Regions from separate parts of the Sus scrofa genome. Here all the other regions are linked to region 1. A link is a contact called in public Hi-C and promoter capture Hi-C data. All regions are on one chromosome and are shown on one strand. Each heading gives the region's core, a stretch centred on a gene start, on an enhancer-like site or on the middle of the called end of the contact. The rest is flanking DNA. Distances are from core to core; before and after follow the strand shown. Region 1 holds the start of HMGB1 (high mobility group box 1). Region 2 holds the start of USPL1 (SUMO-specific isopeptidase USPL1). Region 3 overlaps LOC110255292 (a long non-coding RNA gene).

Region 1 (3,435 bases), core at 243-2,742:
ATTTTTATCAATCTACATACTGGAGAATAACAAACCAGCATAAAGGTAGGCAGCCTATGCCTGTGTCAAATTACGTTAAGTCAAACAACATTAATAACATATTTGACCTTCTATATTCTTTGAAAGATGGAAAGGGACTTAAGACCACAGCCAATGGCATACTGAACAACTGTTACACTAAAAACTGCATCACACCTCAAACTCTTAGAAACCATAAAACAGGAAATTAAGATTAAGTATCAAGTGTAGTCATTCATCTAACATCTGGCATACCCTTTCAGGACTACACCAAGCAAATCCATACTTCCTACCTTTTCGTACTTCTCCTTCAGCTTAGCAGCCTTCTTTTCATAAGGCTGCTTGTCATCTGCAGCGGTGTTATTCCACATCTCTCCCAGTTTCTTTGCAACATCACCAATGGATAGGCCAGGATGCTCTCCTTTGATTTTTGGACGATACTCAGAACAAAACAAGAAAAAGGCCGAACTAAAAAGAGAAATTCAATTTTAAAACTACGAGTTTCAAACAAGTACATTGTATTGCTATGTAGAAGTTGCTTCTAATTTTTTACCATGCATTTGACAGGGTACAAATATCATAACAGGTTAAATACACCTCATAACCAAAGCTTAATTACATAATTAACTTATGATACTAAGTGAACATATACTATTGATTATTGCTAAGAGTTCCAAAAGAACATTCTGAACATTATTTCAGTTGGATATTCCTCAAGAAATAAAAGAATGAGACCAGAATTACATTCAGATATATTGGGTGAAGAAAGCCAGTATCTAATTGCACTACTCTGGCTAAAACGGGCCATCCAAGTTTTATTTACAGTATTTAAATATACCAATAAGAAAATATCAGCTACGAAACTCTCATTACAGGCTCCAAATCCACAAGGTGACTTGCTAAATTTGTCTGATTCTACCACACAACGCTTCTTGAAAATAAAAACAGGCAAGTTACTTACGGAGGCCTCTTGGGTGCATTGGGATCCTTGAACTTCTTTTTTGTCTCCCCTTTAGGAGGTATGTAAGTTTTCATTTCTCTTTCATAACGGGCCTTGTCCGCCTTTGCCATGTCTTCAAATTTTCCTTTCTCTTTAGCAGACATGGTCTACAGAAAAAACAAATTGGTAAACTTAAGTTGATAATGAAATTTTAATAAAATGTCCTAAGTATTAAAATGAATTAAACCAGTGTCCTTGACTATTTAGTAGCCTGCTCTATCACCACTGGCATTATGCAAATTGTACTGAGGCTTTTAAAAAAAAATTCCAGTTAGACTTCACTCTTTATTACCTTAGTTGGTCTTAAGCCCTCTTACCTTCCACCTTTCTGAGCACTTCTTAGAAAACTCTGAGAAGTTGACTGAAGCATCTGGGTGCTTCTTCTTATGCTCCTCCCGGCAAGTTTGCACAAAGAATGCATATGATGACATTTTGCCTCTTGGCTTCTTAGGATCTCCTTTGCCCATGTTTAATTATTTTTCTAAAAAAAAATTTAAATATTGGTGTTAAGAATGAAATTTATGGTACCTAAGAGCATTTTCACTTGGGGAGTGAATGAAAAAAAAGCAAGGCACTGGTTATTTAATACAGCAATGGCATTAACCCCTCATAATATCAAGCAAGAAAATGGCAGTGATAGCCAATTCCTAGAAAAGGCCACACCAAGCAAAAAACGGTTCTTCAGTGTGATCTGAAAAAAAGTATAGACACAAGGGTATACTCATACAGCATTTATTACTTGTCTGCCTAAATCTGTTCTGGACGAATACCCAACCAGTCACTAAAAAAAAAAATTTAAAGGTAAAAAAACGATTTTAAAAATCAAACAAAACTGAAGGTCAGAAAAGTAATGCTTCCGATACATGGATCTGCACCACGTAAGGAATAAATAGGTAAGAGCCAACGTGAGTAGACCTTTCCAAATCACGGGCCAAAATCACCGCCCATCTAAAGTTTTCCCAAGGATTACTTTAAAATATTCTCTGGCACAAAACTTTGCTAGGAGGAGGGAGCAAGGGGAAGCTCCGGCGCTCGGACCCAGGCTGGGGGTGGCGGTGCTATTTGCGCGGCTGCCACCGCCAGGCAGCTTCCTATCGCTTTGGCCCCGAGATGTATTTCAGTTCTGACTAAACACGTCCGGTCTGAAGTTTCTTCGAGTAAACAAGGATGAGGGACAAAAGCCACTCCTGCTCACAGCTCGCTCCCCCCCCACCACCAGGGGAGTGTTTTTTTAAAGCCGTGAAAGTTGGGGCGCGCGCGGGGCGGGCTCTGCACACCTTCCCGCCACTGGGGCCCCCCGCCCGCCAACTTCGGGGCAGCGAGGGGAGGCCGCCCGGGGCGGCGGGGCCTCGGCCCGGCCTCCAGGCCGGCGCCGCGCGCGGGGCCGCCACGTGCGCCCGCCCGCCTCCCCGCGCAGGCCCGCCGGCCTCCCCCATTTTGTCAGCTCGGCGGAGGGAGCAGCCCCGCTCGAAATGGGGGCTGGCTCCGCCCGCGGCCGCCGGGCCCGGCGCGCACGGAATGGCCGCTGCGCGTCTTCCCCGCCTGCGCCGCCGCCGCCGCCGCGAGGGCGAGCGCGAGCGAGAATATGGCTCCTTCCCTTTGTGTGTGTGTGTGTATGTGTGTGAGCGTGTGAGTGTGTGTGTGAGTGCGAGCAGGCGGGCGGGGTGCGCGCCGCGCTCTGGCGCACACACTCGGCCATGACGGCCGGGGGGAGGGGCGGGGGGCGCGCGCCGGACCCTCCCCCTCCCCCCGTCGCGGGGGGGGGGGCGCCCCGGGAGGCGCCCCCGACCCGCCGCTCCCCGTCTCCCTCCGCGCGGCCCGCGCGGCCCGCCGCCCCCGCACGGAGGACGCGGGGCTGCGAGAAGAGGAAAAAAAAAGTTGCCTCGGAACTGCTGCGCCCAGCTCCCCCGCCCGCCCGCCGCCTTGTTTTCTCTCCAGCCAGCAGCGCCGGGCCGAGTCAGCCATGTTCCAGCGAGCGCCGCGGCGCCGCTCCCCCCGCCGCCGGGCCGCCGCGCCCGGGCTCGGGCTCGGGCTCCGGCTCGAGCCGGCGGGCCCGGCCCCACGCCGCCACCCCCGGCCCCGGCCCCGGCCCGCGCCGCCACCGCCCGCAGCGCCCGCCGCCGCCCGCCCGCGCTCGCCGCCGGCGCCCGGCTCTGCGGCGACCAATGCAGCCGAGAAGCGCCGCCCGCCCGCCGCCGCCGCCGCCGGCCCGCCGCCCCCCGCGCACGCCGGCCGCCCGAACGCTCGGCCCAGGGGCCGAAAACACGTCAAAAAATTTTTTTAATGAAAAAAAATTTTTTTTGCGCCAGTCAGCGCGGACGCCGCCGGGGGTGGAAACTCGCGGGGCGCGGGGCTCGCGGCGCCTCGGGCGGCCCGGGGGCAGGGGCTCCGGCGCGGGGCAGGGCTCGCGGCGCCCG
Region 2 (3,435 bases), core at 410-2,909, 120 kb after region 1:
CTAGCAAAATAATCAAATTTGCACAAAAAGATTACAAATAAACTTTGCAGACAACAATGTTTGATATAATTCAGTTTGGTGATGTTGATTTTCCTCTTTAAAATTTTAGGTTAATTTTGACGGAATCAATTATTTTGTTCAATGGAATAAACATTCGGCAAATGTTTTTATTACAAAATAGAGTGTATTCTATTCTAAAAATGGAAATAGCAATGTTGAAAGAGAAAAATCTGGGTCTTCGCTACTATTTCAGGACGAAATGCTACATTCTCATATTTTCATCATAATTCATCAAAATAAAAAACCTAATTAGCAAGATCTTACAACAAATATACCAGCACATTAGTAATCTAGTACAACAAAAAGGTAAACAAAAGCTATTTTTCAGTCTAGCGAAAAACAAAACAAACTCCCTGTTGGATTTCTTGGCTATCTGCATTCAGAAGTACGGAAAACTGAACTCCTCAGTGAAGAATTCCTTGGTACACGGGACCTACTTCCTCTACCCTATCAAAATTTTCAGCAGTATTCCAGAATATAACGATTTAGTTTGGGACCAATAATAAAAAAGCCCCATAGTCCAAAATGCCAATAGTGGTTCTTCTGTACTGAAACGGTCAGAAACTACATATTGTTATTCCTGGACACAGAACCAATCGAGCGAAGGACTTCTGGAATATGCTGCCCGCAAGATTCAGAATGCAGACTCAGAAATAGCACACGAGATCACGATGTCCCCTAAGCCACATGACCTTCCTATGAAAGCAGAGCCTTAAACTTATAGACTACACGACAACTCCCCCTTTCCCTGAGTTAAAACAAGGCAGGGCAGCTGACAAGAGTGCAGCAGGGACCCTCCGGCTACTGATAAGTAAGAAAGGGTCCTGGCGCTCAAAGTCCCTGCGCTTTGGCTACTCCCCTTACCGTTAGAAGATCTGGGAGGGAGCAAAGGAGGAGAAACACCCAGAATCCTGGTGGAAAAGCCCCTGGCCTCGCAGATGGGGTTTAGGGAGACAGGGAGGGGCAGCTCCGTGTGTGGTGACCCTTTGTGAACACGCAATGTGGCAGCTCGGCTCCCACTGAGGCTTTAGGAGAGCGAACTACGGGGGCCTTGCGCAGCCCGCCGTCGAGGAGACCTCGTTGCTGCAGGGGGGCGCCGGCCAAGAGCCTCCATCACACCCTCCGCCTGCTGGGTAGCCCTTCCTCCTCGCCCGCCCGGCCACCCACCCAAGTCACTCAAGGGCGCATCAGCTTCCGACCCGGGCTCGCATCGCTAGTGCGCAACGGGACGCGCGCCTGCCTCTTAGCGTAATCCCTCCGCTGCCGGCTGCGCACTAGTTTTAATCACGCCCCACCCCCTGGTCGCTGGCGTCACCTCCACCACTCAAGCGCTTTCCATCAGCTTCCAGAAATGTCGCCTCCCCAAACCCAGCCACTCACAGAAGGCGGACTCTGCAGGCACCGGCCCCGCCCCTGAAGCTGCGGCTGCGGCTGCCAGCCGGGTGATTAAGGTATTAGGGTAGAGTTACAGCCCCGCCTCTCTGCGGAGGCCGGCCGGAAGTGTTCCGTTCCTCATCCTCCCCGCCACACTTACGTCCTTCCAGGCCCCGCGCGGAGCAGGAAGGGGAACTTTTTAGCGGCGGACTCTAGCCGGAAGCTGCTTTCCTAGCGGAGGGGCCGGTGGGGGAGGAGCAGGCAGGGTGGAACGTGGGTTGAACGTTGCACTCGTGGTGTGGAGCTCAGGCTGGAACAGGAGTTTGGAGGAAGCTGGTACGAAGAAGTGGAGAGTCCGCTGAGGATAAAAGAGCAGACGGAATAGTTTCCTTCGGCTGCCGAAGTAAGGAAAAGGGACAGAGCTGGGCGACCCATGGGATAGTCGGCTCGCCGAAAGGATGGGCTAAGCTGGGAGGGGGAAAGGGTGGGACTAGGTTTTGGTGGGAAGGTTTGGTGATTAAGGTATTAGGGTAGAGTTACAGATACGTTTGCACTCAAGAGAGGTAAAAACTGAAGAGAAACCAGAGGTCCCCCCCCTCCCCCGCCCCAAAGAGCATGGAGATGGGGAGAGTTAACAGAACCTTGCGCCTCCTCGGGTTTCCAAGATTGGGTTTCGAAACTGTCGTCTGTTAGTCTGTGATTCAGGACTGCTGGGTTGGGTACCAAATAGGTCTGGGCGGCGAAAGCCGACCCCATTCCTCGGTTTCAAGTCTGTTGTGGCCTCACCTTTGACAGTTCGTTTGCTGAGCCCACCTGGTCTTGGAGGGAAAGCTTCGAACAGACGGTTCTCTGGGTTTCCCCATTTTGCACACGGGCTGTGAGTTAAGCTTAATTGCTTCTTTCACTATCCCCAGGGCCAGATTTACACTTTCGTTGTGCTGTGACTGGGTCCATACTGGTCTAGTAATTCACACGCAGGCTTCTGGAGCATAGTCGAAGTAATGAAGCGGGGAGAGGTCAGGAAAAAGATGCTGGAGGTGAAATGGAGTAGAGGAGAAGACTGGAAAGCCATTGGTGTCAGTTCAGTGAGCTTTAGGTCATAGCACTACCTTTAGGTTGTACTGAGCTGTTTGGATTTTCCCATGATCAGAGTGAAGTCAGTAGATGGTTTTAAGCTGAGCAGCAGCAGACTCCAGACTTGTTTTATAGAAGCATCACTTTGGCAGTGATACAGAGTGAGGATGGGATGGAAAGAGAGGTGGAGATTTGAGATGCTTCCAAAGAACTATCCATAGAATTTGATGTTTTTCACTAAATGATGAAGAGGGAAATGAAAGAGTAAAGAACCGCTCAAATTTTCTAGTATGCGTGTTTGTAAGAATGGAGGTGCCAAAGTATATATGAGAGAGAAGGAGAGGAGCAGGTGATTTTTGAAGAGAGGACAACGAAAGCAGTCATTTAAGGCCAAATAAAGTTGTAAGAATCACTCCAGGGTTTTGTACATAGAACACAGTAAATCGTATTTGGAAGAACTGAATAGCCAGCCTCTGGTATTTTTAATTAAAGTGAATTTTCTTTTGGGGGTTCTGCATATTCAGGATTTCAACCACCAACCTACCTGTTTTTACCATTGAAATGTGGGATGATGGGATTAGGAGAGCAGATTTGAAGGCTCTTGTTTTACTTAGAGAAGTTGTAGGGAGGAGCAGAAACCAGATGGAAAAGTTTTCTTAATCCCATCAAAAACAATTTATTCAAGATACATAGCTTCTCAGCTTTTCTTTTGAGAAAACTGCAGAATGATACAAGATGAGTATTTTCTTTTTCTTTTCTTTTTTTTTTTTTGTCTTTTTGCCATTTTTTGGGCCACTCCCGTGGCATATGGAGGTTCCCAGGCTAGGGGTCGAATCGGTGCTGTAGCCACAGCCTACAGCAACCTCATGGTTCCTAGTCAGATTCGTTAACCACTGAGCCACGACGGGAACTCCACAAGATGAGTAT
Region 3 (3,435 bases), core at 369-2,868, 89 kb before region 1:
TCCAGAAAGATGTCCCCAGAGGGAGACGCAACTGAGATCCCAACATGTTCTCCTGTTGAGGAGAGTCTGAGGCGAGTCACTCATAAACACCCAAAGAACCACACAATTAAAACAGGATCAAGTCCAGGGTTGGGGGGGCAGGGGGAGGAGGAGACATTCAAGGGCAAAAACGTAATTACAGTGCACCATGCGCACGGCCAAATGATGCAAATACAGATCCGTGATTTCATCCCAACTGGGATGGCCCATCATTTATAATATTCCAACATGCACGCTCCTCTCACATTTTAACATCCTGAAAGTCGGGCTGCCTCTTGCCGTCAGTGTGATAAGGAAGTACCGTTTCGTAGTTTACCTGGAAGCATGTCGTTTCTTTTGTAGTGACACGTAAATGATGGTGTATCTTCCGACAGGCGGCATCGAAGCTGGAAGGGAATCTGTGGGGAAGGGAGGGAAAGGTGTGGACGCCCGCGTGCAGGACGGGGACGAACGCTAAGCCCTCGTCCCAGTGAGAAGTCAGCGGAAGATTTCTCACATTATCAAAGTAGAAAAGCAGCTTTGTAAACAGGTTTTTCAGTATGACGGCTGCAAATTCCAGGAGTACAACCAAAACCACAGCCAGCGGTTGACTCTGGGAGTGGAACCTGGAGGTCAGGAGGCACTGGGCTGTGACGTTTATAAGCCTCATAAACATGTGAATTTTTAAACAATATATAGGTATTAGAAGTAAAAGTAATATGCATGGAAATGAGAATAATAAAATGCAGCGCCCGTCCAGTCTCGCCAGAAGACTGTGAAAATGAAAAGGGGACTTTATGGCCTCCTCCTTCAGGACAAGGCATCTAGCCGCCCTGCTCGCTGTCCCAGGCCGGTCTTGGGAAGTGAGGCTCCCCGGCCTCTGGCACATGGCCTCACCGCCACCGCTGGCCTCCCATCCCTTGAAACTCCGCTGCCTGATTTTTCACTCTCTAGGGGACCAGACAGCTGGTCTTAGGGCAGGTGGAAACTGCATAGGGCACGTTTTTCAAATACTGGAGCTCCCTAGAGCCCTTGAGAATGAGAAAGGAAGCTGGTGGCTTGGCAGGTGCGGAGGCCCTTCTCGCAGACATCTGTCGGTGGTGCTGGGAGCCCAGGCCCCTCCTCTTTACGGAGGAAGAGCCCTGGCTTCCGGATGGGATGAGGCACCGGCCTGTGCCAGCTGCATGGCATCCTGGGTGAGAAAACAAGAGGAAGACTGCTCCTGGCAGAGCACGAGCTACCTGCTCCTCACATGTCAGACCTCCGCCCGAGCCCCTGCAGGCCAGGAGGCACCCACTGCTCCCGGGGGACATCCGGGCACTGCCCGCTCTGCCCCGGGCGGGGGGAGAACAAACACCTGCAGTTCTGCCCGTGAACTGGGTGAGGCTCTGCTGCCGAGCGATTGGGAATCAGCATCCAGGGAGTTTGAGGCGACGAGGACGGCAGCTCTCGCCCGCATGCCACTTGCTGTGAAACGCCGCAGCCGCACCCCGCGTTCGTGTGGAAACACTTCACACCGGTTGGTAAACAGCCACAGCCCGGCCCCTCCCCTCGGTCCCCCACACCTCCCACCACCCTGCAACCAAAGGGGAACATACGGCCCAGCAGGGGGCCTCCAGGAGCTGGCACACGGAGGCCCCACCGCGGGTGACAGCCCTGATTGGTCAGGCTTGCTTGTTAAATATGTCAAGTATCACTGCCAGCGCCTAGATCAGTGAGAGACCGGAAAGCCCACTTCCCGCAGTAAGCCCTCCACCTTCCTCTCCCGCCTCCCTTCTCCCGGCCCAGCGTTTACAACACCAGAGTCTTCTGGAGTAAAAAGGTCTTTTTCTATGGACAAGAAGAGAAGCCCCTTTTTTTCATTCCCTGGGGGCCCCTGATGCTCCAGACTGCAAGGAAATTTTCCTATGTGCCTCTTCCTCCTGCTTCCCTAACTTGTTTATCCTGATGAAATTAGGTTACAATGGCCAGGGCGAGCGGCCTAAAAGGGGAAAATAAAGTTAGCGGAGTCCAACGCGCGGCCTCGGCGCGGGCTGGCTGGGAGGCCTGGGGGGGACATGTGCTTTCCCGGCTGCCAGGGACCCTCTTCCCTCCCCCTCAGGTGCCACTTCCCGTTCCCAGCCCCTGCAGGAGAGGGATCCCCTGGGCCCTGTGCAGGGGCCCTGGCACAGCCTGAGGATTTCCGCAGGGATACCTGGTCCTCCGATGCAGCCAAGGAGGGGTGGGGAGGGGCGCTCTCTCCCCGCAGTGGAAGTTTTACTGCTCTCTTACCCTTGGGTGGAGGCCGGCTCAGGCCTTCCCAGCTCTGCCAGGTCACTGAGGACCCTACCCAGGGGCACCCCACACATGACCTCGGCCCTCACAGATGCGCACTGTGACCTGGAGACCAGTCCAGTGTGTTTCCTGGGTCTCCACTGAAAACCTATTCAAGGAGTTCTCCTGTGGCACAGTGGGTTAGGGATCCAGCATTGCCACTGCAGTGGCTTGGGATGCTGCTGTGGCCCGGGTTTGATCCCTGGCCTGAGGAACTTCTGTATGCCGTGGATGCAGCCAAAACAAAGGAAAAAAAACTTTCTCAGTCTGTCAAAATTATGACTTGGGACAATTTAGCAAATGGTCTCTTCGGTTTGGGTTTTGTTTTGCTTGTTTTTTGGTTTGTTTTTACGTGACATCAAAGGCAGACTGCAGAGCGGAAGGGGTCCACCAGGAAGGACCTAGAGGGACCAATGCAAATTCTGCTCTTCTGACCGAGACCTCCTCTTCCAGAAATGCCTACCCCCAAAGGCCGTAAGGAGGGTAAAGGTGCAGCCAAATCAATGAATAACGTACACAATTTTTTAAAAAAGTTAATTTTTGTTGCTTCTGTTGATTTGTAGAAGTTCTTTATATATTCTGTATATTAATCTGTTATCAGACACATGATTTGCAAATATTTTTCTCCCATTCTGTAGGTTGCCTTATCACTGTTGATTACTTTCTTTGATGCACAGAAGCTTTTAAGTCTAATGTAGTCCCATTTGTTTACTTTGCTTTTGTTGCCTGAAGGCACATTTTTAAAGTTTTTAACGTGATACATTTAAAAAAAATGCAAAAGAAAAAATACATATACAAACACATGTATATGCCTACTATACATATAGTCATACACATACATACATAAAATTCTCCCTTGCACCCCTGACACCCAGTCTCAGTTTCCTCTCCCAGAGGCCACCACAAGTGCCGATATCCTTCTATTGATGTGTGTCCTTCTTTTCGATTATATGAATGTCCTAAGTGTTACTGAGCCAATCCCTTTCTCTCCGTCATTACCATAACCAGGGCTGGAAAAGCCAGTGTACGGACTGTCCCCTGTCAGTGTGTGAGGATGGTTTAATTGTTTGACAGCTGCCTGACAGTCCACAGAACAGACATTCC

The links. Promoter capture Hi-C pulls out the DNA fragments that hold promoters and counts their contacts. A called contact is a pair of places that touch in the nucleus more often than the background predicts.
Region 2: a contact with region 1 is called in a promoter capture Hi-C map of fetal liver, with 4 times the contacts expected there. The contact joins the promoter of USPL1 here to the promoter of HMGB1 in region 1. A contact is called at or near these places in 3 of 5 promoter capture datasets (fetal liver, fetal skeletal muscle and liver), 14 of 47 Hi-C or Micro-C datasets (adipocytes, embryonic fibroblasts, fetal skeletal muscle and 9 more) and 2 of 2 datasets of contacts at active chromatin or transcription factors (alveolar macrophages and skeletal muscle).
Region 3: a Hi-C map of skeletal muscle shows a contact between it and region 1, with 3 times the contacts expected there. The contact joins the enhancer-like site here to the promoter of HMGB1 in region 1. A contact is called at or near these places in 7 of 47 Hi-C or Micro-C datasets (alveolar macrophages, embryonic fibroblasts, epiblast stem cells and 4 more) and 2 of 2 datasets of contacts at active chromatin or transcription factors (alveolar macrophages and skeletal muscle).

What each region holds. Positions count from the first base shown.
Region 1 is chr11:7,198,031-7,201,465 of Sscrofa11.1, forward strand. HMGB1 (high mobility group box 1) reads right to left here and starts at 1,493. Exons shown (of 4, transcript NM_001004034.1): 1 at 1,336-1,493; 2 at 980-1,125; 3 at 312-486. The coding sequence starts at 1,485.
Region 2 is chr11:7,319,528-7,322,962 of Sscrofa11.1, forward strand. USPL1 (SUMO-specific isopeptidase USPL1) reads left to right here and starts at 1,660. Exons shown (of 9, transcript XM_021065545.1): 1 at 1,660-1,837. It also overlaps a transcript of HMGB1 not described here.
Region 3 is chr11:7,109,288-7,112,722 of Sscrofa11.1, forward strand. It overlaps LOC110255292 (a long non-coding RNA gene), which reads right to left. Exons shown (of 3, transcript XR_002336643.1): 2 at 356-437. Among named protein-coding and RNA genes, the nearest start is that of KATNAL1, 47 kb to the left of the region's middle. Within about 2 kb of position 1,619, at least 32 of the 83 cell types and tissues checked have an H3K27ac peak or open chromatin away from gene starts, as enhancers often do. A contact at or near this core is called in retroperitoneal adipose tissue and skeletal muscle, where this site is marked.